Regions from separate parts of the Mus musculus genome. Here region 1 is linked to region 2. Evidence: chromatin contacts called from public Hi-C data. All regions are on one chromosome and are shown on one strand. The core of a region is the stretch at or near the end of the contact, and the rest is flanking DNA. Distances in the headings are between cores, read along the strand shown.

Region 1 (4,037 bases), core at 74-2,573, 130 kb before region 2:
CTCTCCCAGGCCTCATACAAACAGTCACTTTGAAAAAACATCTGAGGGCTCTGGTCTGTTTTCCTAGGTGCTTATTAACCTTCTGATATACAAGCTACATGAAAAGGAAGGCACTTCCTTCCTTTTCATGTAGCAAGCTCCCTCAAACAAGGACTCACATACCATTCAATTCTTACTTGCTTTCATCAACTTAGTGAAATCACTCTGCGATTCGTGGGAACTTGACAGAAAAGTCATCGTTCAGAACTACGTGTGGCAACAGATGTGAGGGTCAAATGGAGAGGACGCCTGTTCAGTTCATGAAAAGCTTTTTCATTCTGCAATGATTTGGGGTCCCCACCAACAATCTCAACTCCACAGAGCTTAGCAGTAAACATGCTCACGTCAGAGACTCATCACTGGAGCCATGTGCGACCCACAGGAGGCAGAGACAGTCTGTTCTCATCTGTCACAAGGTAGACTACCAAGCAGCTGACAAGAATAGTAACATTGAAGCCAGGTACCAGGGGCTTCGAGCACCAAAAAGGCAGTCCCTGCCTCTCAGAGACCACAGTCTAATACAAGACAGAAGAAAAAAAAGTGACAATCTCATGGTTGAGGGCAAGCAAACACTGTGCAGGACACAGAGGTAATCTGCTGCTACCCAACTAACTCCTGGGCATTAGCTTGCCCTCAGGTACTGGGACACACACAGCAGTAAGCAAAACACTGCAGGCACAGCTCCCAATATTCCTATCTCAGTGAGAGAAGCTGTTAATAAAGGTGGACAACCAAGCAGACATTACAATTTGTAATGAGTGTCTTAGACATGAACAAGGGCAATGACAGAGAATGAACCTGAGGCACTGCTCAGGTCCAGGGAGGCACAGAGAACCCTGAGGTTCTGAGGTACCATTCTGTCTGACACCAATAGCTGGTAAGAAGCCTGTGAGTGCTAGAGGAGGCATGTGCTAGCGAGAAAGGCCAGTATATGTGACGGCCTGATGGCAGGTATGTGTAAGGACCTGCATGGAGGTCAGCAGGCAGACAGAGCGGTGCAGCAGGACACATGGGCTTCATGGGTCCCTTTGAACACAGCTAGAGGTAAGGATCAGCAAGAAGACAGTAGAGTCTGATCATTGTTCCCCATAATGTCTGGGTTCTTGTGAATAGTGACATGGATCAGTACTGGGTGGAGAAAAACAGGGACAGAAGTCAAAAGGCTACAGAACACTTGAGTGACAGTGAAGGCAGCTGAAGGCAGTGAGTGGAGAGCTGAAGAAGCAGATGGCCAACAGCTGCTGGGAAGAATGAAAGACAACCTCCAGATCTGATGCAAGAAGCATAGCTTTCTGGTAACATGGGTATTAGGACAGCTCCTCTCTGTGTGACAGAGGGAGGCTCCAAGGCTAGACAGTTACCAGGTGAAGGATAGGACAACAGATGACAGGATACAGAGCTGTATGTACACTGGAGAAGCACACAAGCTGACTGGCAGGAAGAGGCAGAGTGGAGTCCAGCCTTGAAGACCTAGCCCTGGATGAATGGCAATCCTTGAACTAACCCTGAAATCCAAGGCATTGTCCTGCACAGTGACACATGGCTATGCCATTCCTCTCCTGATTGTCTTCCAGCTCCAGGATGTCTTGGTCAAGCCCCCTGTCCCTGATCTGGCCTTTCAATATCTCCTGCCCAACCTTGGGTTGCAGGATGGTACTTCAGGGAAGGAAGGCCAGATTGTACCACTGAGCAGCACTATCTACTAAAGAGCCAACTGGAAGTGGGCAGGTAAGAGGCGGGCAAAAAGCAGGCAGTCACGGTCCTCAGGCTCCTGTGAGCACTTGAGTTATGTGGAGGGACATGCCTAGGCATTCCTTCCACTTTCATGATATAAAAAGCCACTATACGTGGCCACTATACGTGACAATAGAGCACGTGTGGTGCAGCATGGGAGCATCAAACACATGAGGGGGTAGCTGAAACCTAGGACTCAGTACAAGGGCACATCTATCACTCCTAGGGAAAGTCCACGTATCTGGCTAATGACACAGTCCTAGGGCAGCGTGTAGACACATCTAGTAGGCCTCTGGGAAGCAATGCCTTTGCAGGATGGAAGAGAGATGCTGACTGCCGTCCTAACCTCCATTCTAGATGCACACAGCCACCAACACAGAAGATGGCAGCTCTGATAAAGTGATACACAAGGTTCAAACTGAAGGCAGCCAACAGCAAGGCTGAGGCACAAGTTCTGCTCAAATGTGCACTGAGACACCAGTGTGGCGTCCTCCATTTGTCAGTTTCTCTGCCACACAGTATCCATGTTGTCTTAGATACTAGTGTGACGACAAACCATTTTTCTGATAATTTCTTGTGTACTTAGAGCTTAGGACAGTACCTCACACCTGCCAGGCGCTTTGTTTGGACAGAATCACCTGAAAACTAGAGCGTGGCTGAATGATGGGATGACTGCAGGGAACTTACCAGGGAAAGGGATGGAATGAGGCAGTGTGTATGTGTGTGTGTGTGTGTGCACGCGTGTCTTCTTCTGTCTCTGTTCCCATTACATGTCTATTCCTGTTCCCACTTCCTCAGATCTCATCCCACTGTACAGCTGTAGCTCTCCACTGGCTCTACCCTGTGGCGAGGACAGCCAGAGCTATGGACAGGCTCCCTGTCAGGCGTTTAAGTGCTCGTTGCAAGGCATTGCATTAGCTAATCCGTCCACTTAAACCTCAAAGTTTATATGCTGTAAAGTTCCCTCTTTTAGCTTTTAAAAGGCGGCTATAAATGAGCTGTGCCTAATTTTCCCTTTCTACCACTAATTCTCTTACATCTTTACTAGAGGACAGAGCCCCAAATCACACACTCTGTTCAAGGAACTTGATCAGGCCTGTTAGTCAGCATTTACTTTAAGACACTAAAAAGTATAAAAATGCCCTCAGTGCCCATTATCACTTTCTCCATCAGTGGACTTTGTGGCTCTAATTGAAAAGAAAAAGGCTGGCCCACGCAAATCGAAGTAAATGTGTCTCTGGTGCAAAGAAGTGAGGAATGGCAGACGACAGGGACGATGACAGTGTAGTTGGAGCTGTAATTTGGTTTGGGCCTCAGAAAAACATAGTAAATTAAAGAGTGACTTACTCGTTCTTGTCCAGCTGTATCCCAGATTAGGAATTTATGTAGCTCATTTTGGTACTGGACAGTCTTGGTCATAAAAGATGCCCTATAAAGAGAGACCTAAATGATCAGAACACAGTTATTTAACACCCGTGTCCAGCCCCAGTTGGAATCATCACTTAAGACTTAGCACTCAGGATCCCAGCTCCCCACAATATCCTCACCAGGTCCCTCTGGAGTGCTGAGGGGTAGTCAGATGCTGGCTGCAGCCTTTGCTGAAATAAAGCATTAGCCTCATCTGCCTGACAGAGGAGGAAGCCTAAGAAGTGCGAGACCCGTCAGTCCTGAAGGCAAGTGCAAGGCTCTGTCATTCAAACAGATGGGCATCATAAGAAATCTTTCTTAGAAATAGGACTGATTGTTTTTTTTAATCCTTGTGAGGCTGTTTGGGGTGTGTGCGTGTGCACTTATAAGGCAACCACTTTTCCTTGCTGACTGCTCACTGGCCCCATGAGAAGGTATCTAAAGACACTGTACACACATCACCACACCCCAGACACCTTGGGTTTCTCCCCCAGTTCCCCAGTTCTCAAACCATGTGCCACACAAATAGCTATGTAAGAACCAGGGCAACTTGAGCTCACGGAATTATGATGCTAACCCAAGTGGACAGGAGGCTTCTGGGACAGCTGAGCAGGGGGCGGTGACCTCTGTGCTGACCACCGTGCTGTGCTCACACAGGCTTCTCCTCTGAGGCAGCCACAGGACACTTCCCAGCCACGCTCACAGTCACAGTCACACTTGCTGTCTGTTATTAGGGGCGGGCCCTATACATTTTTCAGGACCTTGAGTAAAACTACTTAAGGAACCCCAAGGCCACAGAACAAGCCTGACACTCTCAATCTTGAGATGGAGGCCTGGAGCTATCCTCTGTGGAGTTC
Region 2 (4,147 bases), core at 79-2,578:
TGAGGTTGCTGGACACACTGGAGAACACCGTTCCCCCCACCCCCCAAAAAAATGCTGTTTGAGATGTTGCCTGGGAGCCCCGCGGAAGCTCTGGGAAAGGTGGTTGAGGAAAGAGACGGAAAAAAAAAACTCACTTGATGTCTTTTCTGAGCTCTCTCTGCTTCTGGCCACTGAACTCTGATGAGCAGTCCTTGGTCCTTAGTGCCCTGGGACGTGTTATGGTGTGCCCTTGAGGACCTTAGAGGGGACATAGAAATGATCTTATCTCTTCATCCCAGCCAGAGACATAGCTCACCGGTAAAGCCCCATGGCATCCTGGGAAGAGTTCTGGAAAGCCAGCCCGGCAGGATGACAAAGCAAAAATGATGGTTTGCACTGCACCGAGCTCCCGTTTGCCTTGGCTATAGGGTTTCTCAAAGTCAGTGCTCAGTGACCAGCGTATCCTTTCCCCTTCCCCCACCCCCGGAATGAGTCTCTACTCTCTCCCCCTCATCTGCCCTGCAGAGGTCACTGTAGCTGGCCTCTGTCACAGGAGCCAGTGCAATGGAAAACTTAAGACCAGCAACATAAGCTCTAGTCTAGAGCTCTCAGCCTGTGAGGCTAACTCAGGACTGAGATGGTGGGCCTATGGGCCTATTCTCCTGGCGCTTCAGCCTCGGTGCCACCCCCACCCCCCTCAAGTGTCATCAGCAGGAAGTAGAGCTGTCTCCGCGCACCTGAGTCTTTTGCTCTCCCTGGATTGCCTGTCTGTCCCCACTCTATGATCACTAGCTCAGGGTTTCCAGAATGTGGGAAAAAGTGTCTCTGTCTCTGTCTGTCTCTCTGTCTCTGTCTCTCTCTCTCTGCCCTGCATGGGGTTACTCTCAACACCACGTGCCGAAAGCTGAACTTGGGCCCTCTACAAAAGCAGCCAGTGCACTTAACCACTGAGCCGCGTCTCCAGGTGCCCCGCTGGGTTTCTTTATGTGGGTTCTGGGGCTCAGACTCAGGTCCTCATGCTTGCACAGCAAGCGTTACTGATGGAACCGACCCTCACCCCCACCCCGCCCCAAGCCGTCCTCCCCATCAGCTGTGCAACCTCAGAACCAATGGCCATCTCCTGAGACCCTCGGCTCCCCTCTACCCATCTCATCAGCAGGTTTTGCCCTTCTGCACAGCCAGTCCTGTTGGCAGAAGAAACAGCCCAGGGGAATTGCCTACCACAGCAACTCCTTGGTGAGCAGGAAGGAGGGCAGTTCTGTGGTCGGCTACACATGCTTTAGAGACTCCCTCTGCCCCTAGATATGTGGCATTAGACCAACCAGGGGCAGCTCTTGGGGTCTCAGCTGCCTCATGTGGCGCGTTCGGGGTAGTAAAACCTGCCCCTGTTGCCACCAGAGAGATGGAATGCCTGGCTCGAAGCAGACACTTGAAAAATGGCAGGCATTATTCGTATTATTATACCACCAACACTTAATTTGCTTAAAATGTTTACTCTCTGAGAATCGATCCCCTCCCGGATTCCAGAGAGGCTCATAAATTCTCAGCAAACCTTATACAATAAGAGTCTCCATCCAGAACTAATAATTCCCAAAGTGGGAGATTAATAATTTCCCGTAAACTTGCTGGTCTGGACATTAAGTGGTGGAAGGCTTTCTCAGCAACTCATAGAGCGCCCCCAGGCCAGAGCCGCTGCAGAGGAACAACAGGCTCTCAGGCAGAGGAAAATTCCAGTCTTCAGGCCCTGCCCCTGCACTGCGCATTGAATACAGAGGCAGCCAGTGGAGGGCACAGAAACCCATTAACATTTGGCAAAACACCGGGGTTTGTGTTCTGCGGAAATGTCAGGGATGCTGCTATATGCGTCACTTGAAAATTCAAGAGTGGAGCTCAATTTGGGGGGCTCGAGGGTGGCATTTCTGCCTGAGTCCTGGAACTTTCTGCAGAGCGGGCACAGGGGACATGTACATTGGCCAGGGGGACACGTGTATAGCCCTCACGACATCCGGAAAGGGGTCTGTCCTCCATCACTCTAGGAGTACACATCTGGCCACGGAACAAGAAAGCCCAGTGTCCCATCTGCCCCAGGAAATCACGTCCTGTGTTCCCACAGCATCATCCTTGACTTGTTTGGTTGCTATATGTTCTAAATTTAAAACGGAAAAAATTAAAAAATACCAATAACATCTGGGGCTCCAGAGTGCATGTGTGTGTGTGCCTGGGAAATGTCACAGGGATGTTTAGAGAATTCCATATCCTTGCAAGGTTATAACTCACCATTTCCTGTCCAAATCCCAGTCTAGACCCAGCTCCCCAGCTTTGTGGAAGTCCCAGAGCATAAGATGTTTATATATGTTGAAACCGCAGGCCTGGATGATAAGGCCTTGAGTATCCCTTGTGCCCAGCACGGGGTATGTTGGGGGGCATAGTTTGCAGCTTTTGAAAGACCATACAGGGTTGGAGGGATGTGATTAAGGGTGTTAGCAGTCCTTATAGAAGGCCAGGATTCATTTTCCAGCTCAAACCTACCTGTAACTTCAGCTCCAGACCCCCTCTTCTGGACTCTGTGGTCACTGCATGCATATTCCGTAGATGTATGCAGACAGTACGTAAACACACACAAAGGCATACATGCATGCACATACACGTTCAGGGACACACGCACACACGTGTTTTTATTTAAAAAATCATTTGAGGGTCTTGGGATGTAGCTTAGTTGACTGTGTAATACCTGTGAGGCCCTAGGTTCAATTCCCAGCCTTCCAAAAACTGGGTGTGGATGTCAGCTGGAATTCGAAGTTCAAGGACATCCTCAGTTACACGGTGAGCTCTAGGTCATCTTGGGCTACATGAGACCCTGGTGGGTTTTTTGTTTGCTTGTTTGTTTTTAAAAAAAGACTTGATCTTGTCTTGTATACTGTAAGTACAAGCCAAGGGACTGCCCGGGATGTGGCCCTAAGGGTTGGAAATATTTACTTGATCCCCAAGTTATAACTGTCAAGAGACACCCTGTGTATGTTTGTCCATGTAGATTTAGGCATAAAGAATGATGTTAAAGAGGCTGAGGCCCTGGGTCCATCCACACTGTATTGGGGATCAAGTTTGATTCCCAGAAACCAAGCAAAAAGCCAGATTGGTGGAGACTGAATCCCTCGGGGTCTGTTGGCCAGCCATTCCAGCCTATTGGAGACTGGACCCCTGGGGGTCTGTGGGCCAGCCATTCCAGCCTACTTGTAGTAGGCTAGTGAGAGCTCCTGCTTCAAGTAACAAGGAGGATGGAGCCTGAGGAGAGGCACTGCTGTGGACATTTGCCCTCCACAGATGTGTGTGTGTGTGTCTGTGTGTACACATGCATACATATACACCTTACACATGTTTGCACACAGAAGGACACACTTGCACATATGAATACACATGCACACACACATATGTGCACACATGCATGTACACTTATACATGCATAGGAGTGCACACAAGCACAAATATACACACAATGCACACAGACACATACCCACACATGCACATGAGCACACACAAATGCATATGCTCACATACACACAAAATAGTCACACAATATACTCATACAATGCACGCACACCCACACACATTCTTGCACACACACACACAAAGAAGAAGAAAGGAAAAAGACCTGTCCCATCATAGCTCTTCAAAGCTGGGGAATTTTGACAATGAGCCCTTCCAAGGTATTTTTGAATGCCGTATACAGTGAATGCACTCAGAGCATTGAGGTAGGGGGCATAAGCATTATGCCACAGCAGGTCAGTCAGGTTTCCTTAGACATGCCTGTGGGGCCGAGCACCATCATGCAGTGTGGACTGAAGGGTGAGCAGACATGTGCCCAGACTCCCCAGACAACTCCACTGAGATGCCTAAGACAGGTGCAGTGACAGGGACCAGACCCCAAAGCTTCCAGAACTTTTAAAAGCCCCCAACTCCTGGATTCTGAAAGGAGCCCCTCCCAGACCAGCTCAGAGCTAGCTTCTGCTAGGCAGTGCTATTGGGAACTGCGACTGCAGGCTGGAGATGGAGCTACCACCAGGTGTCGCCTGGAGACCACAGATGGATTCCAAGCCAGAGACTGGAGGCCAGCCAAATCCCCCTTTCTCCCTGCATTAGAACCTTGTGCCTCAGGTTTCCCCACCCCATT

The links. A called contact is a pair of places that touch in the nucleus more often than the background predicts.
Region 1: a contact with region 2 is called in a Hi-C map of the N1E-115 cell line, with 4 times the contacts expected there. The contact joins two enhancer-like sites. A contact is called at or near these places in 7 of 39 promoter capture datasets (the 3T3-L1 cell line, the HPC-7 cell line, embryonic stem cells and 4 more) and 1 of 484 Hi-C or Micro-C datasets (the N1E-115 cell line).

What each region holds. Positions count from the first base shown.
Region 1 is chr2:173,687,312-173,691,348 of GRCm38.p6, reverse strand. It overlaps Rab22a (RAB22A, member RAS oncogene family), which reads right to left. Exons shown (of 7, transcript NM_024436.3): 3 at 3,121-3,202. Among named protein-coding and RNA genes, the nearest start is that of Mir6340, 12 kb to the left of the region's middle. Within about 2 kb of position 1,323, at least 29 of the 459 cell types and tissues checked have an H3K27ac peak or open chromatin away from gene starts, as enhancers often do. A contact at or near this core is called in the N1E-115 cell line, where this site is marked.
Region 2 is chr2:173,561,917-173,566,063 of GRCm38.p6, reverse strand. No RefSeq gene overlaps it. Among named protein-coding and RNA genes, the nearest start is that of Ankrd60, 14 kb to the left of the region's middle. Within about 2 kb of position 1,328, at least 26 of the 459 cell types and tissues checked have an H3K27ac peak or open chromatin away from gene starts, as enhancers often do. A contact at or near this core is called in the N1E-115 cell line, where this site is marked.